Linked DNA regions of Mus musculus: regions 1, 2, 3 and 5 are each linked to region 4. A link is a contact called in public ChIA-PET, Hi-C and promoter capture Hi-C data. All regions are on one chromosome and are shown on one strand. Each heading gives the region's core, a stretch centred on a gene start, on an enhancer-like site or on the middle of the called end of the contact. The rest is flanking DNA. Distances are from core to core; before and after follow the strand shown.

Evidence for each region. Promoter capture Hi-C pulls out the DNA fragments that hold promoters and counts their contacts. Hi-C and Micro-C count contacts between places; a contact is called where the count stands out from the background. ChIA-PET counts read pairs in DNA pulled down with a chosen protein or histone mark.
Region 1: a promoter capture Hi-C map of pre-B cells shows a contact between it and region 4, with 5 times the contacts expected there. The contact joins the promoter of Nudt13 here to the promoter of Ap3m1 in region 4. A contact is called at or near these places in 1 of 39 promoter capture datasets (pre-B cells) and 1 of 484 Hi-C or Micro-C datasets (CD4 T cells).
Region 2: a contact with region 4 is called in an RNA polymerase II ChIA-PET map of memory CD8 T cells, with 7 read pairs. The contact joins the promoter of Anxa7 here to the promoter of Ap3m1 in region 4. A contact is called at or near these places in 2 of 39 promoter capture datasets (neural stem cells and pre-B cells) and 1 of 115 datasets of contacts at active chromatin or transcription factors (memory CD8 T cells).
Region 3: a Hi-C map of embryonic stem cells shows a contact between it and region 4, with 5 times the contacts expected there. The contact joins the promoter of Mrps16 here to the promoter of Ap3m1 in region 4. A contact is called at or near these places in 2 of 39 promoter capture datasets (cranial neural crest and pre-B cells), 1 of 484 Hi-C or Micro-C datasets (embryonic stem cells), 4 of 115 datasets of contacts at active chromatin or transcription factors (acute myeloid leukemia, embryonic stem cells, pancreatic cancer cells and 1 more) and 2 of 9 other capture datasets (adipose tissue and liver).
Region 5: an RNA polymerase II ChIA-PET map of memory CD8 T cells shows a contact between it and region 4, with 15 read pairs. The contact joins the enhancer-like site here to the promoter of Ap3m1 in region 4. A contact is called at or near these places in 5 of 39 promoter capture datasets (the 3T3-L1 cell line, the SN4741 cell line, embryonic stem cells and 2 more), 5 of 115 datasets of contacts at active chromatin or transcription factors (acute myeloid leukemia, forebrain, large pre-B cells and 2 more) and 2 of 9 other capture datasets (adipose tissue and pancreatic islet).

The regions. Positions count from the first base shown.
Region 1 is chr14:20,293,038-20,298,146 of GRCm38.p6, forward strand. It overlaps Nudt13 (nudix (nucleoside diphosphate linked moiety X)-type motif 13), which reads left to right and starts at 1,653. Exons shown (of 9, transcript NM_026341.3): 1 at 1,653-1,755.
Region 2 is chr14:20,478,636-20,484,027 of GRCm38.p6, forward strand. Anxa7 (annexin A7) reads right to left here and starts at 1,498. Exons shown (of 13, transcript NM_001110794.1): 1 at 1,260-1,498. Mss51 (MSS51 mitochondrial translational activator) reads right to left here. Exons shown (of 7, transcript NM_029104.1): 6 at 4,915-5,008; 7 at 4,229-4,606. The coding sequence ends at 4,426.
Region 3 is chr14:20,390,498-20,396,016 of GRCm38.p6, forward strand. It overlaps Mrps16 (mitochondrial ribosomal protein S16), which reads right to left and starts at 3,137. Exons shown (of 3, transcript NM_025440.3): 1 at 2,984-3,137; 2 at 1,396-1,656; 3 at 725-963. The coding sequence starts at 2,996. The coding sequence ends at 830. Cfap70 (cilia and flagella associated protein 70) reads right to left here. Exons shown (of 29, transcript NM_029698.1): 27 at 4,417-4,518; 28 at 4,136-4,183; 29 at 3,693-3,904. The coding sequence ends at 3,824.
Region 4 is chr14:21,049,563-21,055,346 of GRCm38.p6, forward strand. Ap3m1 (adaptor-related protein complex 3, mu 1 subunit) reads right to left here and starts at 2,880. Exons shown (of 9, transcript NM_018829.4): 1 at 2,578-2,880. Adk (adenosine kinase) reads left to right here and starts at 3,012. Exons shown (of 11, transcript NM_134079.4): 1 at 3,012-3,138. The coding sequence starts at 3,077.
Region 5 is chr14:21,633,640-21,638,673 of GRCm38.p6, forward strand. Kat6b (K(lysine) acetyltransferase 6B) reads left to right here. Exons shown (of 17, transcript NM_017479.3): 11 at 837-998; 12 at 3,908-4,001. Among named protein-coding and RNA genes, the nearest start is that of Dupd1, 78 kb to the right of the region's middle. Within about 2 kb of position 3,137, at least 27 of the 459 cell types and tissues checked have an H3K27ac peak or open chromatin away from gene starts, as enhancers often do. A contact at or near this core is called in memory CD8 T cells, where this site is marked.

The DNA.
Region 1 (5,109 bases), core at 403-2,902, 760 kb before region 4:
GTGACATTCTATCCCTCTCGGAATAAACCCAGAACATTATAATGGCTTTATAAAAACATAACACTCGTGAGGCTCCGTGTGATCTAGTGCCTGTCTATTTTTTGACCTCATCTATAATGATCTGTCCTACATTTCTTTGTTTTACCTTTTATTGTTATGTGTTATGGGTGTTTTGTCTGTGTATACTGTGTACCACATTTGAGCAATGCCCACAGAGGCCAGAAGAGGACCTCAGATCCCTTGGAACTAGAGTTCCAGAAGGTTGTAAGCTGTTATATTGAAGCTGGGACTCAAATCCAGGTCCTCTAGAAGAACAATCAGGACTCTAAACCATTCTGCCATTTCTCCAGCCCCAGTCCTAACCTTTCTTTACACCCGCCAGGCACATCTCCACCCCAGGGCCTTTGCACGAGCTTATTTTACTCTGTCTACAAGTCTCTCCCCACAAATCCTAACTTGGCTGTTCCTGTCAGCTCTGTCAAGCTCTTTATTCCAGTGTTGCCTTAACAATGAGGCTATCCATCCTACGTAAAATAGCAAAACCGCTCCTCCTCTTACCATGCTTTAACTTCTGCCCCAGCACTTACAACCGTGTGTACAGTTATTTATTTTGTTTTCTCCCATAGAATTTTGTTTACATTAAGATGCATTTTTTATGTATCCTGTACTTTTAATATTTTGTCTCATTAATTATATTTTGAAGAGCTAGGGAAATGGCTTAGTGGTTAATAGCACTGGCTTCTCACAGAAGCAAGCAACTCCCATAGTAAGAAAGAAAGCAGCCCCAAGTAGCTTTACTGGAGATTCGTCTTAGATGGTGATTGATCCTACTGATTGACCAAGGTAAGAGTTTTACCTAAAGCGTCTATATACCTAAGCACAGTCCCTCGTTTATTTAAAGCAAGGTATCAGTATGCACCCCTGATAACCTGAGTCTACTGTGTACACTGGGCTGACCTCAAATTCAGAGGGCTCTGCCTCTGTCTCCTGGGATTAAAGGCAGGCCTGGAACTCCTTTTTTTGTTTTTGTTTTTGTTTTTCGAGACAGGGTTTCTCTGTATAGCCCTGGCTGTCCTGGAACTCACTCTGTAGACCAGGCTGGCCTTGAACTCTGAAATCCACCTGCCTCTGCCTCCCAAGTGCTGGGATTAAAGGCATGCACCACCACGCCCGGCTAAGCCCGGAACTCCTAACCTTAAAAAAAGATTTTTTTTTCATGTTCATATGTACATGGCACATGTGTGTCCATGGGTGCACATTAAAGTATGTGGGTGTAGAGGGTAAAGTTGACATGGAATGTCTTCCTCCATGGCTTTCCCCTTTGTTCATTGAGGCAGGGTCTCCCACTGAACCTGGGGCTCACCAATTCAGCTAAGCAGCATCTAGCCCAGAAGATCTGGAAACTGTTAAAGCTATTTGTTTGTGGTGGGTTTCACTATATGCTTTATAAGGTTAACTTTGCAACCCAAGGTTACAAGCTCCCGGCCTAAAAGTTGAACTACAATTCCCAGAGTGCATCGGTAATCTCTCTGAGACTGCTGGGAAGTGTGTCAGATTTCCACTTACCCAACCACCCCTACGTGCGCTGTAGCGATGAAACTACATTTCCCAGAGTGCATCTTTAAGGAGGATTCTGGGAGGTGTGGCAAAGCGTCAATCCCACTGGGAAGGGAAAAGAGAAACCATTTGAACTTGAACATTTGGAGTTTCCAGGGGCGTGCAGACCATTGGGGCATAGAAGGCATCTCGAAAAGAGTGAGTACAGGAAACGAAACCTGTTCTAAGTGCAACTAGGATGTAGTAAGGAGCCATAATCAAAACTTGCCAGACGCTCTCGGTTACAGAGTTTGACAGTTTTAACTTAAACCTTTCAAATCTCGAGAAACCGGACGTTTTTGTACCCAACATTGAGTACCTCTAAATATTTTCTGAAATATTTTTGAAGAGCTATTTAAAATGGAAGTTTCCAATATTTCACCTTTTCTCTTAATTTTTTAAATGGTGGCGGGATCTTTTAGAAATAAACCATAAAGCTTTTTATATAAACCAGGGCACAGAGACCGTGAAGTCTGCAACACGGCTGCTCATCAGCTTCCAGCATTCCCAGCCATCGAAGTCCACAGTGGAGTGGCTGCTCCCTGGGCACCTGTGAAGATTCAGGAGGAACCCACGGTCACGCTTTATGCCTTTCAAGTCATTCCATCTGGAAAGATGAACAGAATGAGAAATGTGTGTGTGTGTGCCATAGAAGTTGTTAGTTCATACGTTCAAATGCCTTGGCATTTATTAGTTTTGAGTAAAAACAACGTTACCTTTCATCTCATCGATAATTCTTTGTATACACACACACCAGGAGCGTCAAGTGTGGGGATGCTGTTTGACATATTGTCCAGTCGTCAGGCCATGATAATCGACAGTTGGCTAAAATTAATTTGGTATCAAATATTGGACAAGAAACCAGGTAGCTGTATGGCCATACAAGAGCAGTGAGTAGTTACAGCTCGATTCCCAGGACCCATTAACCTCACCAGAGGAATTCCAGTAGCCTAAATTTCCAGTAGCGTGAAAATAACCTCTTTTAGCCGTTAGTCCTGGAAACTACTGGTTTTGTTATACATTATTGTATTTATATATACATATATATGTGTGTGTATGTATGTATATGCATGTGCTTTAAAATTTAAAGATAGCCTATAATCCTTCCTGCTGAAGCAAAAGAGTCGCTATGAGTCTGAGGCCAGCCTGGGTTACAGAGTGATACTTTGTCTCAAAAATAAATAAATAAATGAAATTTAAAATCAGTAAAAATAAATAAGTAAATTTTAGTCAGGGCTGGAAAAGTGGCTCAGCAGATAAAGTGCTTGCTGAGTTTGAGTCCCCAGGACCCATGTAAAGTGGGGTGCAATAGTGCACATCTGTGACTCTCTGGAAGCTCACAGGCTAACCAGCCTAGTATACACAGTGATGAATGACAGAAATATCATGGCTCAAAATAAGGTGGAGGGTGAGGACCAACACCTGAGGGTGTCCTCTGACCTGTACACTTATCCTGTGGCATGTGTGTGCCTGCAGTATCTCTCTCTCTCACAGTCACATGCATATGCATCATGCACATGCAGTCACATACTTAGGCACCAAACACATATGCATCACACACACACACACATACACACACAATTGTAAGTGTACAAATGAACAGTTTAATTGCATGTGCCCCTGTCAACCTTCATCGCCATCTCTTTCTCCTAAACTAGCCACTGTCTATAGTCTGTGTACTTCTGAAAAATACAAAAGCCTAATTATAATCTCAGCATTCAATAGGCAGTAGCAGGAGGATGGGGTTCAAGGCCAGCTTGGGTTATATGACACCTTCTCAAAACCAGAAAACAAACAAACCCAAGTAACTCCAGATAAGTGAAGTGTTGTACACTTGTAATTTCAGCACTCTAGAGTCAGAGGCAGGAGATTGCCATGGTTCAAGGCCAGCCTAGCCCACTTAAGCAAAGATCTAACCTCAAAATAACAAAACAAAACAAAAATTAATTTATGTACCCCAGAATGTTTATCTGTTCTCTTAATTATACATAAATTAGGTAATGGTGACCAATCAAATATTACTTGTCTTTCCACCTGTCTAGCTGAATATATAATTGGCAAATAAACCCAGGTATGGTGCTGGGTATGTGTGTTTATCTCAGCATGTAGGGGTCTGATATAGGAGGATTGCCTCTAGCTCAAGGCCAGCCTAGACTACATTGTGAGTTCTAGGCCAGACTCATCTTAGAAAGCAACAATAATAACAGTAAATTGATAAAAAAAATATATATATATAGTATACAGTATAATATTTTATATTTGTATATCTTATTAAGTAAATCAAGCTAATATATCTATTACCTTATATATTTGTAGTTGTTCGTTGCGATAAGCACGTTTAAGGTCTCTTAGTTTTCAAGTGTATATGGTCACCATCAGTACTGCAGATCTACAGAACTTACATATCCTGTCCAAGTGGAACTGTGTGCCCTTTGACCAGCTTCTCCCCATTGCCTTATGGGCATTTCTCATTTAATAATATGTTATGAATACTCTTTCCTGCTACTACACAGATCATTCTAAATTTAAAAGCTATTTATTATTCTGTTTAATCATAATTGGGGGGGTTGCTAAAAATTAAACCTTGAGCCCCATGCATGTTAGGCAAGTTGTCTACATCCTATAGCTGAGCCACATCCTCGAGCTACACCCCCATCCCCACTAAACATTTTTTTTTTTTTTTTTTTGGTTTTTCGAGACAGGGTTTCTCTGTGTAGCCCTGGCTGTCCTGGAACTCACTTTGTAGACCAGGCTGGCCTCGAACTCAGTAATCCACCTGCCTCTGCCTCCTGGTGCTGGGATTAAAGGCATGTGCCACTATGCCCGGCACCCCACTAAACATTTTGTTATTGTTCTATGAGTGTGATGCCTGTGCCTGCAGATGCAAGCGTGCCGTGCCATAGCATGCACATGGAGGCCGGTGGACAACTTCGGGGAGTCAGCTCTGTCCTTCCACCATGGGTTCCAAGAACCAAACTCAGGTCATCAGGTTTGCACAGTGAGTGCTTATAGTGGCTCAGCCACCTTGCTGGCTCCCGTTCTCATGATTTTTTAAAAATTTATTAATTTCATGTGTATCAATGTATGTCTGTGTACCACATGTGCGTCTGATGCCTGCAGAGGCCAGAAGCGAGCACTGAGTCCTATGGGACTATAGTTCCTGGTTCTGAGCTGCCACCTAGGTGTGGGAACAGAATAGGTCCTCTGGAAGAGCAGCCAGTGCCTTCAAATGCTGAGTCACCTCTAGCCCCTATCATTTTTTAATTAACATTCTTAAATTTATCCTCCCTAGGATAAATTCTTAGAAGTAGAATTTTTGTTGAAAAAGAGTTTAACACATTGATAGTTATTCATAAATTAACCTTAAAATATTAGAACAATGTACACTTCTGAGTTATATATGAGATAGTAAAATTGACCTTAAATACATGCTATTATTAAGTATTATTACCTGAACATGTAAATTATTAAAATTACACGTTTAACACCATCTCAGAGTGCTTTATAACCCAC
Region 2 (5,392 bases), core at 248-2,747, 570 kb before region 4:
ATCACTTCAAAAAGTAGACTTTAAACTTTTTGTAAAAGGCTAACAAACCCTAGGGTGACTCAACAAATTACTCAGCTCTGCTGAAGTTAACAGGACTCTTCTGAGTGAACCAGAGCTTTTGTTTTCCCTTTAACAATGTTACAAACAACCTTTAGAAAAACTTGGAAAATCCAATCTTGGTTCTCCAAACCATCTCCACCCAGTGAGTCAGTTAGTAAAAGGGTGGATCTATGTCAGTCTCTCAACTGGCAAGAGGCCTAAGAAGTTAAGGGTGGGGTTGGGGGTGGGGACCGGTGACAAACTGGGAAGGGAAACAGGAAGTGTGACTTAGGCCAGGCAAGAACAGAAACAGTTTCCCAAAAGCCGCCTCTAGGTTCCGGAAGGGCCATTTAAAGCAATGACTGAGGATAACAGGGAAACAGGGCTTAGTCCTCTGCGTGGGAAGGTAGCCCTCTACTTAACCACGAGGGCTAAAGGGTGGTTTAAGTTTGCGGGAGCAAAATTATTTACTCCACTTGTTTCTAATGATTTCCTGGCCTAAACCGTAGCTCACTACACTTGTACTGTAATTGGGGCAGATTGCTTTATCAGAATGGCTCGCTATCACCTGGCAGCAATTAAGGAATGTAATGGATAACAGTAAAATACCTTTCGTCTTTTCACTTGGTTTAGCCATTCCCCTCTGCATCTTGCTTACCTAGACGGCTGATATGGGTCAAGGACAAGGAAAAAAAAATCTAGATTGTTACTGGAATAGTTTCCAAGAATTTTAAACCGGAGCTTACATATCAGGCTTGTGAATTCTGCCCTAGATGTCATTAAGCACGGCACAAATTCCTCAAGTTCCTCTAAATTTGCTGTGTCACCAAAAAGTCTAGTCACTAGCCAAAGCCAGCTTTCGGAGCTGCTAGTCGGCCTTCTGGCAAGGGGCTTCACCAGGGCCACCATCGGGCCTTAAGTCCGCCACTTGCGGCCCAACTGACCGAAAGCGGGGTACCACTGCTGCCTGGCATCCCACTCTAAGCCTAACAGAGTGATTTACCCACAGACCTTCCCAGTCCTCCAGCACGCAGGGAAAGCATGCCCAACCCACCCCAAACACCCGAAACGCGTCCGAGTCCGCGTCCGCCACCCGGAGGCCCACCTCGTTAGGACACGCGCGGGGCTCTACGACTACGGTTGGAAGACCAGACCAGGGACTGGGAACGAGCTGACTGACCGACGGAAGAACAGCAAGGGGAGGGGGTGCGAGTCCTCACCTGAACGAGAAAGCAGCGTCACACCCTAGCCCGCTTTCCTGCAATATGGAGCCAGAGGGCGTGGCGCATGGGCGGCGCGAGGGTGCTAGCTGCTTGGACCGCCCCCAAGCTCGGGCGGGACGCTGCGCCCCTCAGGTGGCTCAGCTAGTTTTAACACGTGTCTATATCTCAGCGAGGTAAATCTACTCCAGGTGGTGCTACTGTAGAAAGGAACTGCAGCTTTGGGTGGAGCCGCGCAAGTGGGCGGAGCAGAGGGACTCAAAGATAGAGAGCTCCAGGCCTCCGGGGATCCTGAGAACCTAGGTTTGTTTCATGTGACTATAGGGAATTGTGAGTAGACAGAACTGGAGTTGAATTAAACAAAACTAAGCAGGGTTCAAAGTTCTACTGGTCCATTAGTGTTAAACTCACCATATATAGAACTAAGTATTTGAGGCACTTACATGGAAAGAAAACATACACAGAGACATAGTGAAGTGATGAATGGAGGTTACAGGTCAACCAAATGTTCACCTCTTTTTTTTTTTTTTTTTTTTTTTTTTTTTTTTTTTTTTAAGGTTGGTCTTACTGGGACTGATGGGCAGTAAGGCAAGAATGGCTGATCAGTGAGCTCCTGGGATTCACGTATGCATTTTCAGTGATAGAATTACAGGCTGGCATTTGCACCTGACTGAGCCAGCTCTCCACCATGGCTTTCACTTTCACGACAAAATTGTATTTGGGTATGTAAGCCTGAGCATGACTTGTAGGGATTGTTTCCCTTCCTCTACCATGTGATTTTCAGGGATGGAATTCAGGTCATAAGGCTCCACGGTAAACACTTGGGTAAGGCATGGAGACAAATGCCTTCACACCTCAGCACACGCCAATTCCACTATACTACAGTTTTTAAAAAAGTTTATTTGTATAAGATATATTTCTGAGTGTGGGCACATGTGGAGGTCAGAGGACAACTTGGAAGAGGAGACAGTGCTCCCTTTCCACCATGTAGGTTGAGAGAATGCCACTGTGTTTTCCAGGCTTGGCTGCAAGGCCCATTTACCACTGGGCCATCTCACAGGCCCAAGGCACTTTCACTTGATATTTGAAACATAAAATTTAAAATAAGGTAAGCCAGGCAGTGGTGGCGCACACCTTTAATCCCAGCACTTAGGAGGCTGAGGCAGTTGAATTTCTGAATTCGAGGCCAGGCTGGTCTACAGAGTGAGTTCCAGGACAGTCAGGGCTACACAGAGAAATCCTGTCTCAAAAAGCCAAAAAGCCAAAAAAAAAAAAAAAAAAAAAAAAAAAAAATTGAAAGAAGGTAGTTTTTTGTTTTCATTGTTACATCCCAGAAGTAAAAGGTATCCTGGAATCCTCTGGTATTCCTGGAGCCAAGGAATAGCAGAGTCACACCACACATCAAACCTTACAGAATAGACTTGGCAAAGAAGCAGTGAAGAAGTGAGCAGAAAGCAGGCTTTCTATCCGGTGTCTTGGCGGGGAGGTGCAGACCTTTCCAGGGTGGCCAGATCATGAGCTTCTTTTTCTGTAGGGCGGGGCCTGGCCACTCCCACTCTTCTGTTCGAGTAGCCTGTGGGGTGGAGCCTGGCAGCTGGAGGTCTCTAGGTGCTTCATACAAGGGGAGTCTCTGCACATGGCTGCCCAAGTTGGTGTGAAAGCCAACATTTGTGCTACTCGTGTAATATCTAAGAAAACATTGTACAAATTCATGAAGATTTATATATTCTAAGCATTGAAGTTCTTTAGATCTCTGATCCATTTTAAAGTGTTTGAGGCTGGGTCTTCATATAGCTCAAGCTGACCTCAAAACTTGCTGTGCGACCACAGATGAGCTTGAACTGATCCTTCTTCCTCTACCTCCTGAGTGCTGTCGATTTTGTTGACTTTAGCCTTGCTGTGTAGCCAGGACAGCCTCCCAGTTCCTGAGCCTCCTGCCATACCGGCATTTGTACTGGAATTAGAGGCATGTCCCACAACACAGTTTAAACTCACTTTATATGATATGAACTGGAGCTTCAACTTTACTCTTTTGCATGTGGCTATCCAATTGTTCTAGCAAGGTTTGTTGAAAGGTCTATTATTCAGTCTGTTCTACAGAATGAGTTCCAGGACAGCTACACAGAGAAATCCTTTCTCAAAAACAATCAAAAGGAAGGAAGGAAAAAACGTTTATCCCTTTGATCCTTGTCAAAAATCAGATGACTCATAAACAGTAAGGATTTTTTTTTCAACTTTTGCAATGGTCTAAATGTATGTATCTCCTTCAAAATTGATGTTTCTAAGTCTTCGTCTCCAAGATTATGGTATCAGGAAGTAAGGCTGTTGGGAGATGACTAAGCCAAGAGAGCACTACCCTAATGTATGGGCTTATTGCCCTGATTAAAAGTATGACTGGGGGGCTGGTGAGATGGCTCAGTGGGTAAGAGCACCAGACTGCTCTTCCAAAGGTCTGGAGTTCAAATCCCAGCAACCACATGGTGGCTCGCAACCATCCTAACGAGATCTGATTCCCTCTTCTGGAGTGTCTGAAGACAGCTACAGTGTACTTACATATAAATAAATAAATCTTAAAAAAAAAAAAAGTATGACTGGCTACCCTTTTACCGGATGAGGAAAAAAAAAAAGGTTCCGCCTTCTATAAACCAGGAAATGGGTCTTTACCAGATAACAAACCTTCCAATGTCTTGGTTTGTGAAATCCAAGTGTCTGTAACTTAGAGAAGTAAATGTCTTTTCTTTGATCTTTTTTCCTTTTTTACACAGGTTTCACACCTGTAACTCCTGTGTGAAGCTGAGGCACCTGAGCAACTTAATAACACCCTGTCTCAAATAAACGATAAAAAAATAACAAATTACAAAAGAGAGCTGGGAATGTAGCTCAACAGTAAAGCACTTGCCTAGCATGTACAAGGCTCTGGATTCCAGTGGGGGGGGGGGGATCAGAAATGAGTCTGGTAATGTTAACTTCCATTGGTTTAAACATCTTTATTTGAACTGTGAATAAGGTTTAGCATACCACAGGGTTCAAAGCTGGCAAAAATCTGACATCAACAGGGTAAGTTGATTAAGCTTTCATTTTCCAGGCATTCAGTAAAGACTTGGTTCAATTACTGAAAAATCATCTGGTTTTGTTTTTTTTTTTTTTCCTTCTCGTTGCTTCTTATCTAATTGGCAGGGGAACTTCCAAGAAACATGATGTAGTAGGCACTGCTGTATACTGGTTGCTTGTTGGGATTAGAATAGACTTGTTCTGGTTTGAGGGATGCGAAAGGATTAGCTCCACAAGCAATGATGTGTGTATCCAAGTTCACCAGAATCTGCAAAGAGGCTTCCAGTTCCTGTTGGCTATGGAAGAGAAAAGGAAAATCCCTCGACTTAGTGTGAGAACAGAAATTGCCAAGTGCAAGGCAATTCATGATCAATCCCCCAAATTATCTAAAGCTGTACTAAGCAAGGACTATTATTTTCCTCCCAAATGTCTCACCAAATCCCTGATTAGCAAAGGACTATTCCCAGATTTTTTTTTAAACAACTACGTGCAGGAAGGAAGAACATCTTCCTAAGACAAACAGGTATGGGGAATCAAAATGAGTGCATCTGTATATAGGAAAAAGTGAGTCCAAAAAGGATCAGAAACAGAAATAAGTAAAAACCTGTAAACAGTAATCAATGTTGGAATCTCATAGTCACGAAGTAGCAGCAGGGTGGGTAACCAAGCTTCCATCAAGCCTGGGGAGGCATGGAAACCTGAAGAACAAGAATGGAAATGGGAAGAGAGGGAAGAAAAGCTGAGCACAGCCTAAGAGCAGGACATTTCTTTGATGTTATCTGCTCAACCCTCACATTGATCATCCCCAGTTCTCACCATCAGGAACTTCAGTAAAAAATTCTGACCCAAGGTAACATGCATGGGCAGTGACCAACCAAGCTCATCACTAGTCTGTATTTAATGACGACCAACATGTCTTAGAAAATGCCGCCCTAAGACCCAGCTTTGGGCATTTCTTAACTAATGATTGTGGTGGTTTGAATAGGTTTGGCCCCAATAGAATCATGTGTATGGGTGCTTGGCCTATAGGGAGTGGCATTATTAGAAAGTGTGGCCTGTTGGAGGAGGTGGGTCACTGCAGG
Region 3 (5,519 bases), core at 1,887-4,386, 660 kb before region 4:
ACAGCTGTGATACAGAACACACAGCGACAGACTCTCAGCCTTTGGATGCACTTCCTTCTGATTACTCTTTAAAGGGTAGCGGAGGACGCCTTCATTCCCGCCACGCAGCAGACAGAGGCAGGTGGCCAGCCTGGCACACAAAGTCAGTTCTGTTCCGGAGAAACCAATCTCAGAAAAGAAAAACAAACAAAAGAAAACAATAAAAAAAAAAAAAAAGGTAAGGCTATTAAAGCCCCAACTTTTCCATCAGAGTCTTTGTATACATGAGCTCATGTGTCAAGGAAACAGACAATACACAAGGCGATTGTCTTCTTCACCTTTGGGATGATCCAAGTGGTTAAGGAAGCATTTGGGCCATGCATAGAAGCCCTCCCTGTAATCCTAGCACTCAGAGGACACTACAAGTTCAAGGTCAGGCTGGTGTATAGATTACATAAAACAAGCTCCACACCAGCCAGGGTTGCAGAGAAAAACCCTGTCTTAAAGAAAACATTTGAATGAGCCAAGAACACTCGGCTGAGGACTCTGAAGCAGGAACGTACTGGATACCAGCAAACTGTAAAGCTGCCCGTGTGACCAGGGCCTAACCCAAAGCCCAAACCTCCCTGTACCCCCTGCATGCCACAAGGTAAGGTAGGAAAGCCAAGCAGGTATCTACATCCAGCTCTAACATCAGACAAAAGAAACCTCTGTCTGACTCCTGCTCAGGCTATGCCAGAGGACCGTGACTTAGAAAACTCCATTTATTGATCCTTAAAACCCAACACAAAACTTTATGCACAAGTTTCACAGGCCCTTGACTTTGCGGCCACGGCAGTGTTCACTGAAGTCAGCTTGCTTCTGTCTCTTTGGCCTCTGACTCTGCTTTCTGAGACGCTAAGAGGACCTCTCGTGCTCTCCTCCTCCGTAGTCTCTCAGCATTGGTGATCATCATTGGATGAAGGGGGAAAAAGCCAGACAGACCTAAAAGCAACAGGATTCTCATTATAATGTAGCTCACATGTAGTTTCCCAAGAGTCTGCTTCCCAGAACTGAAACCCAACACCTGACCAACAGCATAGGCAAGAAATAGGCTCCTGGCTTGCTAAGCTCACTGTCTACTTCCTAACACCGTTCTCCTCACTAATAAACAAACAAACAAACAAACAAACTGACAGGCAGGTATCCACGACACAGTTGTCCCATTTTTTTTGCACAAAATCCCAGTCACTTGGAGTGTTCTAAAGGAGACCATAAAGGGGGTCTCCAGATTAAAAAACGGCAGTTACACTACTTCACCCTCCACTCCTGTCCAGAGCAGCTTGGATGGAATAGAAACCATTCTTCTTTTCCATCCTCACAGAGTTGACCACAGTATAACATCTGTTAAATTATCTAAGCTCAGGGCTGGTTTACCTAGAAGTTTCTCCATAGGCTTAGAGAGGTGAGCCCCACAGCCAATCCAATGCCGGATACGGTCCAGGTTGAGGGCAACTAGTTTTTCTCCGTGACTGTTGGGTAGTGGATCATAGGAGCCCAACTGCTCCACAAATCGGCCATCCCTGGGGCACTTGTTGTGAGCAGCCACAATGCGGTAAAAAGGCCGGTTGGTGCAGCCACCCAAAGCAAGGCGTATGGTTAGGTGGCCTCCGTGGTAGGCTTTGCAGAAAATGGTTGCTGTAGAGAAATAGTTCGTTAGGGTGCAAAAATGTTTAGTAGACTCAAAATATAAGGTAATATAAGGTAAAGGCACAATTCCTCCTTCTACTGCAATGTTCTCACTTCCAATCTATGCCCTGCCCCATCCAGCTTAGATACAATCGTGTGGGTGAAACTCCTCCTTAACCCCTCCAGACCAGACATACCTCCTTTTTTCCAAATCCACATAACACAGTCCTGCCGAGGTTGGGGTCCACTTTACCCTTGGAGACTCCATCTTGTAAATAGTCTCCACTTTGTACTAAGATAAATTCTAAGAAACAGCTGAATTCCCAGAAATGGCTTCTGGCCCCAGGCGCCCCATATGAACTTAGGCCACAATATCTCACCCTATGCCTTGTTGGTTAGCAACTAGTCCGGACTGAAACCAACCAGCCACTATATAGGCTCTGACTGGCTGGCCTCAATCCAGGCCAAGTTAAGAAGCCAACTGAGACCCTATAGGTGGAACAACAATATGAACTAACCAGTACCCAGGAGCTCTTGTCTCTAGCTGCATATGTATCAAAAGATGGCCTAGTCGGCCATCACTGGAAAGAGAGGCCCATTGGACTTGCAAACTTTATATGCCCCAGTACAGGGGTACGCCAGGGCCAAAAAGGGGGAGTGGGTGGGTAGGGGAGTGGGGGGTGGGTATGGGGGACTTTTGGGATAGCATAATGTAAATGAGGAAAATACCTAATAAAAAGTTTAAAAAAAAAAAAAAGCCAACTGAGGTACTTGACCGGTAGTAACCCACTTAAAATGACAGGTATGGAAAACCATGCATGTGGTCCCTAGCCCATCCAATTTGTGGTTTTTATGTTTTAAAAGGTTGTCCTGTCTTGCCCCACGCTGTCACGTTTTGGACCCCGAACCCAGCCGTCTCCCCGAAATATTAGCTTTTAAAATAAGCTTGCTGGTTTAAACTTGGTTTTCATATTGGATTATTTCCAAATTCTCGGACCCTAACACCATTTACTAAGCCATGACCTTGTCTTACCCTTAGGTGCCTCATCTGTAAAACGATTTCTACGATGTGTGGTAAAAAACTGAGACAGGCTGGGCGCGGTGGCGCACGCCTCTAATCACAGGGCCTTTGGGAGGCAGAGGCAAAGGTCTGTCTAGGAAGGAGTTCGAAGCCAGCCCGTCTTTACGCTGCGAGTTCCAGGCCAGCCAGAGCTACCCAGTGAGACCACTGCTAAAAGCGAGACGGACTGAGACGAAGCTCCGCTGGAAGGCGATGTGGCCGCGCCTAGCCCGGGTCGCCGCAGCCCACGCCCGCCCGGAAGCCCCGCGCACTCACTGAGCTGGACCATGGTGCCTGGGCGAGCGGCTCTCCAGCTGTCCCGCTGCACAGCCCCGCGGCACAGAGCCTGAAGCCCGGAAGAGCGCCCCCAAGCGGCCGGCGGGCACACGACGCGACGTCCGCACCACTCCAGAGCCGGAAAGCCCTCTGCGGAAGCCTCCGGCCGATCGGCCCGCCCCTTCCGCTTTCTCTTCCAATGCGCACGGGAGGGCAACCGAGCGCCGGGAGTGCCACAGGGCGCCGGTGACTGATCCTTGACTGCTACGGAAGAGGCGTGTCTGTAGGCGTGGGCTGCTGGCGGTCTTCAGCTGAGTGCCTGCGGCGTGCGGGAGACTTTCCTGTCCGCGGCGGTGCTGAGTTCCTTGCAGGCCGTTCCATCCTGCGACGGTTCCCCCGCCTCCGGAATATCCTCTGTTCTCTTACCCACTGTCAACTGTGTGTGACACAGCACAGTTGTATTCTGGTCCCACCTTTGAAGATGTTGCCTTAATTTCCAAGCCCCAGTAACATTGGTCCAGAACTTTGGCAATTGTGCACCTCCAGGGAATCTTACCAACAAGGTGATCAGATAAACTTTAAAAAGTAATTCTAATAGTCACACCATTATGCCAGATATCTACCCACAAATAGTGGCTATTAATTAGCTACATGTACATAAGAGCATATAAAATATAATGTGCTATACATACGACTCCAGAAACATGATAAATTTTGAGTTTGGGGTTTATATTTTTTTAATGTGAACTAAAGGGGTGGGGATGGGCAGGCTTCATCTGGTGACAGTTTGGAAAGGAAACGTGCTTGGGGCTCCATATTAAATATCCACTTGTAAGGCTGTCAGAAAGATGGATTTCCAAAACCAACCATTTCCTGTACAGTGTGGATTTCTTCAAGTAGAGCCTGGTCTTTCAGTTTCAGCTGCAGAAACAAGGCAGGGAAGAAGTTATGTCCAACACACCAGGTGACTTTGAAGACCCCTAATTTAAGAGGCTCCAGATTTGTGGGGACGGGATGGGCCTCTCCTGTATTCTCGACACCATGGAAGCTCTCAAAGAATTGGAATGTATTGGATCTTGGGTGGGAATTCATCAGGCACTGAGCGCTCTCATGGTCTGTACACTCTCAGAATGGCAATCAGCTGTCGCATACCTTTATTGTGTACTTATAAGCCTGCTCTGCTTCCAGTTGTCGTCCAACCTGAAAGAAGCAATTAACATCTTTCCTAGTAAAATGTGAATCGGAGGTTACTGACCACATCCATCTCAAGGAGGAACCGCCCAGAACATTCTCCTTGTCATCAGTAGAGACAAATCTGGAACTCTTCCAACTTCAGTTGCTGTGTGCTAACAGCCAGCTTACCTTTCTTTCTTAGTTGGGCCTTCACCTGACCCCTGAGAGGGCCTTGTGAAGGGACAATAAGAAACACTCACTTTCAGGCAGACCAGAGCCAGATAGGCCCACACTTCGGCGTTGCAGTTATTCAACGCGTTGGCTTCAGACAGAGCATCCTCAGCTTCCGTGAGCTCCTCCAGCTTGGCAGAGAGAGAGTTAGGAGATACAGTCCAAATTGGTTTCCACTTAAGCATAGTAGAGTTGTTAGAATTCCTTCTAGGCTCCACCCCACGGTTACCTGGCAATTGCCAGGTATGCCTAGTTTACTATGAAAGGAGCTCCTCTCTTTGCTCTCTCTCTCTCTCTCAATGATTCTGGCCTTCCCTCTTCTCCTCTTCTTCCCTCCCCGCCCCCCCCCCTTTCTCTGTCTCTACTACTTTCTCAACTCCCTTACACATGCCCTAAATAAACTCTATTCTATACTGTATCTGTTGTGTGGCTGGTCCCTCAGGGGGAAGGGGTGCCTCAGCATGGGCCCACAGAGGCAACCTCTCCCACCTCACTATACCACACCTCTACCAAAACATATCCTGGCCTCTTTTCTACTTCATAAAACACAACTAGAGTCAGCTTAGATGAATCTGCTATTCAACCAATAGATGTCCACGACCTATACCAGTGCTACTCAAAAAAAAAACAAAAACAAAAACAAAAAAAAACCTTCAAAATTCACCAGTGTTTCTGAATTCATATGTAGCATATACTTTATATGTCCTACATAATTATGTAACTATTAAAAAACATTATTTGTGGATGGATATATGGTAGGTATATATCTTTCCTCTCATTTTTTGTTTATTTTTGTTTTTTAAATTATTTAGAGACTGAGTGTTCCTGTTAGTGAAACTTATGGCTGGAAACTCAGGTATTTCAGGCTAGCCTTGAACTTGAAACTATCTTCCTTCCTCAGCTGATCAGGAATTGGGATTGTATTTATGAGCCCCCAGGCCAAGATTTTGTTTTCTGTTTGTTTTCTGTGTTAAAAGAACAGTGAGTTTCAAAGGCTGTGAAAATATGAAGCACAGCTTTCCAGCCATGTCCATGTTTTGACTCACACCTTAAGTTTTACAGACATGTATTCAGTCGACATACATTTGCTGAAGTGTACTCTGCTCAGCAATATACATGATACTAAGAATTA
Region 4 (5,784 bases), core at 1,630-4,129:
TTATGCATTTCTAGGGGAATGCCACACAGAAGTGAAGCTGTGAAGATTTAAAAGGATGAGTAGAAGTGGTTTTCTCAGATTGGAGATGACTCAGTGATTAAGAGCATGTACATGCTCCTACGGAAGACCCAGATTATGCTGGGCTTGGTGCCAAATACCTTGCTCTTCAAGGGAAGAGGCAGGGGGACATCTGTGAGTTCCAGCCCAGCCTGGTCTACAAAGGGAATTCCAGGACAGCCAGGGTGGTTACACACAGAAATCTTGTCTTGAAAAACCAACAACAACAACAACAAAATACCAAACAAAACATACCCCCAACAACAACAACAACAAAACAAAACTGAACCCCTAACTCAACAAACAAAGCACTCAGATTCAATCTTAGCACCTATGTCAGGCAGATCATAACTCCAGCTCCAGGGGATCTATTGCCTTTTGTTTCTATGGGCATGGCACTCATGTGCACATACCCACATACAAACACATACAATAATGCAAATAATAAAAATAAACCCCAAATAATAAACAAGTAATAAAAATAAATATCAAAAAATGTTTTACAATTTTCCTTTTTAAAATTTTCCTTTTTATTCTCAAGATAGGGTTTCTCTGTGTAACCTCGGCTGTCCTGGAATTCACTCTGTAGACCAGGCTGGCCTCTAACACAAGAGTCTGCTTGCCTCTACCACCCAAGTGCTGGGATTAAAGGCATATGCCATGACTGCTGGCCACCAATGATCTAACATTTCCAGTCTTTTACCCTCAGCAAATCATACTGTTCCCTACAGACTGTTTGATAAGACTTTTTTTTTCAATAATTTAGATGTGTATTATGTGTATTTGAGTGTGGGTTTGTGCATGTAAATGCAGGTCCATGAGGACCAGGAGCGGACAGTGGATCCCTTAAAGCTGGAGATACAGGGGGTGGGATTAAAACCATCTACTGCTTCGGCCGAGGACCAGAGTTCAGTTCCTAGCACCCATCTCAGGCAGCTCACAACCCAAGTTTTTTAAACTTTAATTTTGTATGTATTTCTGTTTGTATATGTCATGTGAGTGCAGGTACTTGCAGAGGCCAGAAAAGTACATCAGATTCCCTGGAGTTATTGGTTGTTAAGACCTGAACTTGGGTTCTCTGCAGCATCTCCCACACAAATTAGAAAAAAAAAAAAAACCCCAAAACACATGCCTACTTAAAATATATCTATGTCTTATGCATTAAAAGGGGGTTAACTTTTCTGATTCGCAAGTAGTTTTGTTTTTTTTCTTTAAGTTTTTATTGTATTTGTATGGGTGCTCTGTCTGCATATGTATCTGTACACTGAGTGTGCAGTGCCCAAGAAGGCCAGTAGGGGGAGTAGGATCCCCGTGGGACTGGAGTTACAGACAGTTGTCAGCCACTGTGTGAGGGCCAGGAATTGAACCTGGTTCATCAAAAGTGCATCTAGTGCTCTTAACTGACAAGCCATCTCTCCAGCTCCAAGACTTTTTTTTTTAAATCTATACCGAGAATATATGATTGTCATATTTGATGTGATGGGTGATGTTGGTTAAAGTAATTTTAGTGATAACTCAGTAGGATGTTGGCAACGGCATAGCAGTGTGGTTCTTAGCTAAAAGCAGCAAGTAGGTAAAACAAAGATAAGGAGACTGAGATGGCTCATCAAAAAAGGTGTCTGCTAGCAAGCCTAAGGACCTGAGTTTGAGCACTAAGACCCTCATGGTGGAAGGAGAGAATTGTGGCCCAGAAGTTGGTCTCTGAATTCTACATGTATATTGTGGCATGCAACACACATACAACAAACAAATAAATGTAAAAAAAAAATGTTTAAAAACCAGGAAGACACTGAGAAACAGACGATAATAGCAGTGGGACTCTCTCAAAAGGGGGGCACGTTTTCTTCTTTCAATACAGAGGAAGGATTTATATATTTGCCTGCAGAAAATTCCTTTTCTTCTGTGTAATGTGTTTTCAAGTCAAAATCCCAAATGCCACCAAAAAAAAAAAAAAAAAATTCTTTCCCCGCGAGAACGCCGGATTTTTACAGTGACTCAACTTCTCAACTAGGAAGTTAAAGCTTCAATATCAAACAAATCCACTGCATCCAATCAGCCCACCCCTCATTATGTTTCCATTCTCCAGGCCACCTTCTTAGTTTACAGCCCTGTCACCTGTCTCCTGAGAAGCTGCAACACCCTACTCACTGTTTCCCCATCCCAGGCCAGCTCACGCAGGCGCCACCCTATAAAGAGAGCGTTCTTAGCTTCTTCAGGGGACTTGCCCTCCAAGGCCAAACCTGGGGTCCTACAAATTCAAGTCGTCGGTACTGCACCTCACTATAGATGACATTTCCCGTGCCTGGGGTCCAGGGTCCGAGAACCCTACGTGGCAGGTGCACCGCTCCCTTCCGGCCCAGCTGGCTAGAAAGCCCGGACGTGCCGGGCAGGCGCGGCCCCGGTGCACAGCAGCGGGGACGCTCCTGGAGCCCAGGCTAGAGTCCCGAGCCGGAGCTATGCGGTCTACTCCCCGGCTTTGGAGAGGTCTCCAGCCCGGAGACTCCCCGCCCTCACACTCACCCCGACACCTGGGCGACTCAGTGATTCGGTGCCGGGTCCTCTCTGCACCGCAGCTGAAGCAGCAGAGAATGCCGCGAGGACCCCGCGCTCGGAGTGCCCAGCAGATTGCCTGACTAGCAGCCGCAGAGGCACCAAGGAGGTCGGCTGGACTAGATAGACACAACGAGCGGAACGGCGTTCAGTGAGAGGCTCGGTGTCTACAGAGGTTGAAGATCTGACTCTTCCACATTACTCAGGGGCTGAAGGAACGGGGAGGTTGGCACTCCCTGAGCGCAGGCGCTCACCCGCAGCCTAACTCCGTTTGGGGTCCCTTACCGTAGTAATCGAGGTCCTGTAGGGAAGCGCGTAGAGCCAATGGTTATGGACTAGAGTCACGGATTGGGCGGAGCTTGGAGAGGCGGGGCTTAGTGGAAAGGGGGCGGTGACGAGCTGAGGGGCGGGGCCACCGGACTGAGGGGCGGGACGCGCGGCAGAGCCAAACTACGGTGAGAGTGTGAAGATGGCAGCTGCGGACGAGCCCAAGCCCAAAAAGCTCAAGGTGGAAGCGCCACAAGCGCTGAGGTGAGAGCTGCCCTACGTGGGGGAGGAGGGAGATGGCACTCGCAGTGAGCCAAGGCCCACGTGGGCTGGCGCAGCTGGTTGGTGGCTGCGTTCGTGGGGCCAACGCGCTGGACCTGCAGCTCGGGGAGTTGCCCGCGTAGCTGCTGTTCCCCTCAGTGCCCTCTTGTTCTGGACTCTGCTCAGGTGCATTCTCGGCCCTGGCAGCCACTGACCAATCAGAGCTGCTGGCCCGGGGGCCGAGCCTTCCTCTGGCGCCACGTGCTTGTCTTCGCGGGCCGCGCTAGCGCGACCCCAAAGGACCTATCTGGAGCTGCATCCTTTCCTAGGGTATTTAGCGGGAAGGCGCCCGGCGCCTCCTGGACCCTGGTAAAAGATAACATTCTTGGAATTCTTCAGAAGGCGTTGCAGAAGAGCGTTTTGAGTTTTCCGTCAGCTTTCTGAAATCATCTTTGGAGACCCCCTTCATGGGACCCCCAAGCAACCTCAGGCTTAGGTTAGGAAAGTTTTTGTTTGTTTTTCTTTTTTTCCCCTTTGCATATTTGGCAGGAGCGGAGAGCTCTCTCTCCCAACACCTGACGCACAATTGATGTTGCAACTTTCATTTACAAAAAGCCGTTCGTTTTTTTAAAAAAAATTTCTTCCTAATAAGTATAAAGTCCAGCGCGCTCAGTGTCTGATGACTTTGAAGTGCTCATTGGAAGGCAGTGATTTTGCTACCTAAAAATAGACGCATCAAACTGATTTAAAACCGTGGGCCTGTTACTGATTATACAAGGCAAATTCCATTTATTTCAACATATTTTTTCCATGTTCAAAAGGAGAATTGATTCACAACTGAAAAGGAAAGTTGGGGGGTCCCAAATCATGTTCTTGGTGGAATGGGTCTGAGCAGGTCCCTTTTAGTGGGTTTATTTAGTGCCTATTATTCTTAGAAGGTTATTGTGCATGTCTAATACCACAAACGTAAAACATTAAAAAAAAAACAACCAAAAAACTGAGGATGTTTTATTTTAAATTTTAGATTATCTGGGTCAGTGAGATGGCTCAGCAGATAAGGGCATTTGCTGCCAAGTCGGATGACCTGAGTTCAGTCAGACTCCAGGACACACGTGGTGGACGGAGTGAACCTATTCTGTTCTTCTGTTGTCCTCTGGCCCCGCCCACTGAATAAACGCATACTGTCTCCTTAGATTTTCTTTTAATAAAAATGATACTTTATATATTATGATGATCCATTTTAACAGTGCTTACCATCTGAAGTAACGGTATAAAGAAGCCTCCATGAAAGAAATGCAGGGATTAACCTTATTTTACAGGTGAGGATATTGAAGCTCAAAGAAAACATTTAAGAAAGGAAAATTCGAACCCTGGGCATCAGGATTCAAGTTTATTATTTGGTTCTAGTGTGTTTACACAACATCCAAGACATGCTTCTATTCGAGTATGCATTTTTAAAAATGATCCATGGTAATGATTAATACTTAGATATGTATATGCCAGGTGCTGTTTCTGCATTCTACGTATTTTAACTCAAATCCAAACCAACCTGATAAGACCATTTCTATAATTATCTCAATTTTACCAAAAATGAAGAGCCATATACATATCTGTCTATTTAAAATTGTAGATAATTTAGAGGAATAAAATTCACTTTCCATAATGCTAACCTATTGCTTTCTGCACAGGTGAAGTTAAAAGATTTTGACTGTATGGATTCTTTAATTTTATGCAGAGACCTTTGAGTAGACTGTTCCTCCCTTTGTTAGTTAGGATTGCTGAATGATAATGCATTTCGGCTGAATTGCTCTATGATTTTCCTGGCAGTTAAGAGATTTCTACCAATTTTGTTTAACTGTGAGAGAAAACAGCATAAATTGTAGGCACAGTTTAATGTATAGAATTCGTCAGTGGAGAACATATAAATTAGTAAAAAGCATTTATAGATATTAGGAAAAGAATTTAGGAATTTGTGAGTTGTCAGTTATCTTTAGGAAAATAGTTCTTATTTTTATTTATGTGTATGTGTGTGTGTTTGTGTGAATGTGTGTCACATGTATGCCAGAAGAGGGCTTTGTATGCCCTGGATCTAGAGTTGAAGAGAATCAGTTATGAGCCATCTGACGTGGGTGCTGGGAGCCCAATCAGCTCTTCTGAAAGAGCAGTTTGCTCTTAACCATTGAGCCATCCTTCCAGCCTAGGAAGTGATTTTTAACTTGGGGAATTTTATCTTAGACGAAACATTTAGCAAAACTTGGTGATAATTTTGGTGGAGTAGGGGAGTGGAGTAAAGTTTAAAGATGCTGGTGAGATGGCTCAGAGAGGAAAAGTGCTTGCTGCCAAGCCTAATGACCTGTGTTAATCCAGATCCAGGACCCATGTGGTGCTTTCAATAGGAATGGTCCTCATGGACTTACCTGTTTGAATGCTAGGCCCATAATAAGTAGTGCTGTTAGGAGGTATGGCCTTGTTGGAGTAGGTGTGGCTTTATTGGAGGAAGTGTGTCACTATGGCTTTCAGGTCTCACTATGCTCAAGCTAGGCATAGTGCAATAAGGATTCTTCTGTCATCTATGGATCAAGAATCGGACTCTCAGCTCCTTCAGCACTGTGCCCACCTGTACACCATCATGCTTCCCACCATGAGGAT
Region 5 (5,034 bases), core at 1,887-4,386, 580 kb after region 4:
AGAACCAGTATGGTCCACAGGAGACCTGGGAATGGTCAAGTTCATTGTCAAAGAGCTCGGGTTAGCAAAACCTGACTCCCCTAAGAAGAGTGTGGGGTCTGTTTGGCTCTCTGTTTCAGCAAGTCACTACATTTGATCAAAGACATTGGTTTCTGTGCCTTAGCTCCTGTGGAGGCCTCGGTGTCCCAGCTTGAGTCTTTTATTTTGAAGAGAAGTAGACTATAATCATTACACTTACTGTAGGTTTAAATTCACCTGACTCTCTCTGTAATTATTCCCAACACAGAGATTGTATATTCTCCAGTTATATTAAAATGATACTTGGGATAAAACTAAAATGGATGCCTCTGCTGTTTAATCCACACTTTTGAAGAATCAGAATAACTCAGGCGGTTCATTTATATTATTTTTATTTGAAGTCCTTTTGAAAATAACAAAAGTTTGGCATGCATGATGAAATTTTTATTTGTTTTTTTAATTTTCAGATTTACTTGGCTCCAATTTAAAAGTAAGAGGGCATGCCTGATAAATTTTAACTCATAATAAATTGCAAGTGAAAGTGACTTTGCTAACGTTGCTGTTTCTTGAACGAGCTTAAGGAGGAGACGTTAGCTGTCTTGAATTTACCTTAACAAGAGGAAAGATGGGATTCTGGCTCTGCAAGTAACAGCTGTTCCCTGGTTAACACTGTCTTTGTTTAATGGAGTATTTTAATCTTAGAGTGTAGGATTTAGAAATAAAATTATATACTTTTTAAAATGATATACAGAAGAAGCAAGTTTATATTCTGATGATACTTTTATGTTAAATAATGTTGTCTGTTTCTCTTTTTCTAGGTTGATGGGAATATGAGTAAAATTTATTGCCAAAACCTTTGCTTGTTAGCCAAGCTCTTCCTGGACCACAAAACATTGTATTATGATGTTGAGCCATTCCTTTTTTATGTCCTTACAAAAAATGATGAAAAAGGCTGTCATCTGGTTGGATACTTCTCCAAGGTAAACCACGAGCCAGCATGGCCTTCTCTCGCTTGCTTGCAAATGTTTTTAGTGGAGCTCAGGTCTTTGAACAGGGTTTTTTTGTTTTGTTTTCTCTTGTTTTTGTATTTTTATGACAATAATTTGAGTAAGTGGCTCATGTTTCTGAAAACCTCAGCTTTTTGTTTAAAGCTCATTTGAAAGGACACAAACAAGAAACAAAACAAATAACAACAAAAGGTGCCTAGGAAGTGTGTAAAGGACCCCAGAACCCTGTGCTGTGCTGACAGTGACCATGCGACATTTCATTACCACCTTGTAGACTGCCTCGCAGCTTTGATTTCCAAATGTTGAGCTTCTTTCTTCTTTTAAGTGGTGTGCACATGAAGCTTTCTGTGATGGAGCACTTAAGACCTCAGCCTCTCTGGCTCATTTCCTACCTCGTGGTCAGCAGTATCCAGTGTTAGAGCATTGGTGTGGGCTGCTGAGATGGCTCCTGAGAAACGTCCAGGACCTGCTTGGTAGGAGAGAACTGACTCCCAGAAGTTGTCCGCATGCACCCTACCCTGCCCTGCCTCCCACCCCACACACACCAAGGAATACATGTAATTAAAACAAAAACAAAAACACCACTGGCAATTGATGGCCTAGTTGATAGGTGGCTGGTTTTCCACCGCTGCCTCTCATGATCTGTGCTGTGGTTTTTAAGTTCTAAGGGAGTCTTGCCTGTAGGAAACCTACCTGTCTCTAGCAGTCAACATGGGGAAGAACTTGCATACTAAGGCACAGTGGCTCGTCTTTTCACTGGTTCAGAGCTCTTCTCCAGAAGAAACTGCTCAGAAACTGCTGTTGCTAAGTCATGCACCTTGAAAGAGAGCTGGTTTGGAATGTGTTTGCCAGGTGTTGAACTTTCCCTGGGTATGCACCCAAGAATGGTTACAGAAACAGAGATGGTAATTATCCAGACGCTCAGCAGATGAGTGACTTTATTGGATCTGCTTTTCTTTAATGTTCATGATGAAACACTCCATAGAAGTGCTGTTTTCACAGGAAATAAGAAGCTAGACTATCTTCCCGGTGTGTTGGCATATGCTGCTAATATAAATACTCAGAGGGCTAAGACAAGGGATCACCAGTTTGTGGTCAGCCAAGACGGCATGGCAAGACTGTCCATGTCCCTCAGTGTTCTCTCCCTCCAGACACATGAACCATCCAGAGGTCCTCCTGTCTCATCCCTGTGTGCAGCTATTTTGACTGACTCTCTTTCCTTCTTTCTTTCTTTCTTTCTTTCTTTCTCTCTCTCTCTCTCTCTCTCTCTCTCTCTCTCTCTCCCTCTCTCTCTCTCTTTCTTTCTTTCTTTCTTCATTGTTTATTTGTTTTTGTTTTTTGAACAGAATCACACTATTTAGCTCTGGCTATGCTAGAATTCAGAGATCTGCCTGTCTTCTGCCTCCTGAACATCCACTCCCCACCCACTCCAGACAGTGTTTCTCTGTGCAACAGCCCTGGCTTTACTGGAACTCTCTCTGTAGACCAGGCTGTCCTGGAACTTACCAAGAAATACCTGCCTCTGCCTCTGCGTCCCGAGTGCTGGGATTAGAAGGTACACCACCAAGTCTGGCAGCCCTTCTGTTCAATGTGGATTTAAGCCTCGTGCTCCTGGAGGCTCACACCGGCACAGCAGGCTTTTTACTTACTTACTGGGCTAGGTCCATCTATTAAGAAAAGGAAGTGGATTGCTGTTGGATTATATTTCAGTGAACTCTCATGGCTGAGAACAGTTCTGGACAGAGAAAGGGCTGGCATCAAGGATATAAATCCTCTTTGCCCAGAGTACATCTCTTTTTAGATAGAGTGACCCATTTATCTTACTTTGCACAGTAAAATTAATTATTTGAGCCTTTACTATTGGCATGCACATCCAGGGATGGGCAATTTATCTCCTAGAGTCTCGTTGTTACTTCTCAAGGCTTAGAGATGCCACAGACAGCTACAAGTACACAAAAGTGGGGCTCATCTTCTTTCATTTTTGCCCTTTAGACTTTTTTCCACAGTTGTTTCCTGTGGTCTTTGAAACTGGTTCGTTAAAGATCTGAGTGTTCTGAAGTGATCTTGTGATGTGGTTCTATTTGTGAGCAGCCTCATTTGTGGTTTATATTTGGCCACAGCACTCACGGCCTCAGAAGCCTTTTCCAGATCTTCTCTGTGTAGGTTTTGGTGGTGTCTGTGTACTGTGAATTCGATATTGCGATTGTGAACCCTTAGTTCTTAGAGCTGTCCAGAGCTCTACTCAGACCCCCTCCTGGCTTTAGCCTGTTGATAGGATTTCCGTCTCACTGTTGTTCAGAGGCTTTGGGGTTTCTTGGTGTCTTTGTTGTTGTTTGATTTTCCTGGTTTGAGGTGCCGACTTTAATTATTTCTACTTGGCCTTCTGACTCACAGGAGACACATTTGTTTGTGTGTCCACTCACGTGTCTGCCATTCCAGTGCCACTGGGGGATTTACTCAGAGGCAGAGGCCAGCTTGCCATTGTCGAGTTGTAGATTATCACGCAGTAGGGCTGCCCGCCAAAGCCCAGTTTACTCCACTGGGTGGACTAGGTGGTGTTTTCTCCGTTTCTGCAGTTGTGTGAGCAAGGAGAGCGTCGTTCCCTCCTGTGGCGGTTCTTTCACCCTGCACACATTTCCTAGATTCCCTATACGGATTTTATGCTCCTAACTTTGTAGAATGCAGATACATCTGAGAAGCATAGCCAGAGAGGGTGCTTTGTTGTTACTTACTTGATCAGCATGGTAGGATTACTCTGATTGGTCCTGACCCAAGCCACTGTTTGACCTTAGCGGATAGCTTTACAAGGACGGTGGCAGGTACTGGGACTTGCCCACTGCAGCAGAGCTCTGACATACTTACTATGCTTCTTTTTCCCATAGGAAAAGCTCTGCCAGCAGAAGTATAATGTGTCCTGCATAATGATCATGCCCCAGCACCAAAGGCAAGGATTTGGACGCTTTCTCATTGATTTCAGTAAGTGAAATACATTACTTCCTTCCAGAGTAGCTGCCGGCTGTTTCAGGAAACTGTACCGCATAAAGCTTTATTTAACCTGCTGTGCTGTTTTCTTTTTGTAATCGTACATAGTGGGTCTTCTGTTTATAACCACCTGAGTTAGAAGATCTTCCTCACGTGACAGTTTCCCTGACACCCACTTACACTCAGGGAAAATGAGACTAGATCTCACCACAGTGCCCTTGCCTCAGAAAGCCATTACCTGCAATGAGCTGGTAGAGTTCTGTGGCACTGTGCTCACTATACCATTAGGTAATTATTGGGAATAAGCACAAGCGATTGTTAGTTACAAGGAGTTTTCGCTTTCTCAGATTTTGCCCAGTAGTCTTTGTGGAGCAGAGGAGAGCAGGGGTAAAGAGAGCCTGTTCACCTGAGGAGGCTCTAGTTACTTCCCTCTCACTGTTGCAGAAGCTGTTGGTAACGAGGTTTCTCAGGAGCTGCTGGCTTCATATGCACTTGTAGCCCTGAGCCTCTCTGGTTAAAGCTGGATGCTTGCAACAGTGCAGCGGCTGGATGCTTGCAACAATGCAGCGGCTGGATGCTTGCAACAATGCAGCGGCTGGATGCTTGCAACAATGCAGCGGCTGTGCTTCTTTCTTAGCCGCTGTCTCTCTTCTTGCTTATTTCATACTAAGGCTCAAGCTGCATTTAGAGAGATAGTAGCCTGTGAGCCCCTTACCCTGTGATGATAGGACTCTCTAGCTATATGACAGTCTGTCACTTAGTGCACGTGAATTCGTAGGTTGTTAGCTGGATAAAGGAAATTTGAATATATGTGCAGGAAATGCAAGGCCTTGCATGTAGGTATGCTGTGAGGGTCCATAAGGAAGTATGTTGACTCTATAAGTCTCTATCATTAGATTCTGAAATGTTGAAGTCTGCAGATAAATTTTAGACTGATTTTGTATAATTTCCTGACCAAAAAAATATAAAATTAAAAAGGATTTTGGGTTGATTATTTTTATACCTTCAGATAGTATTTCCAATTATT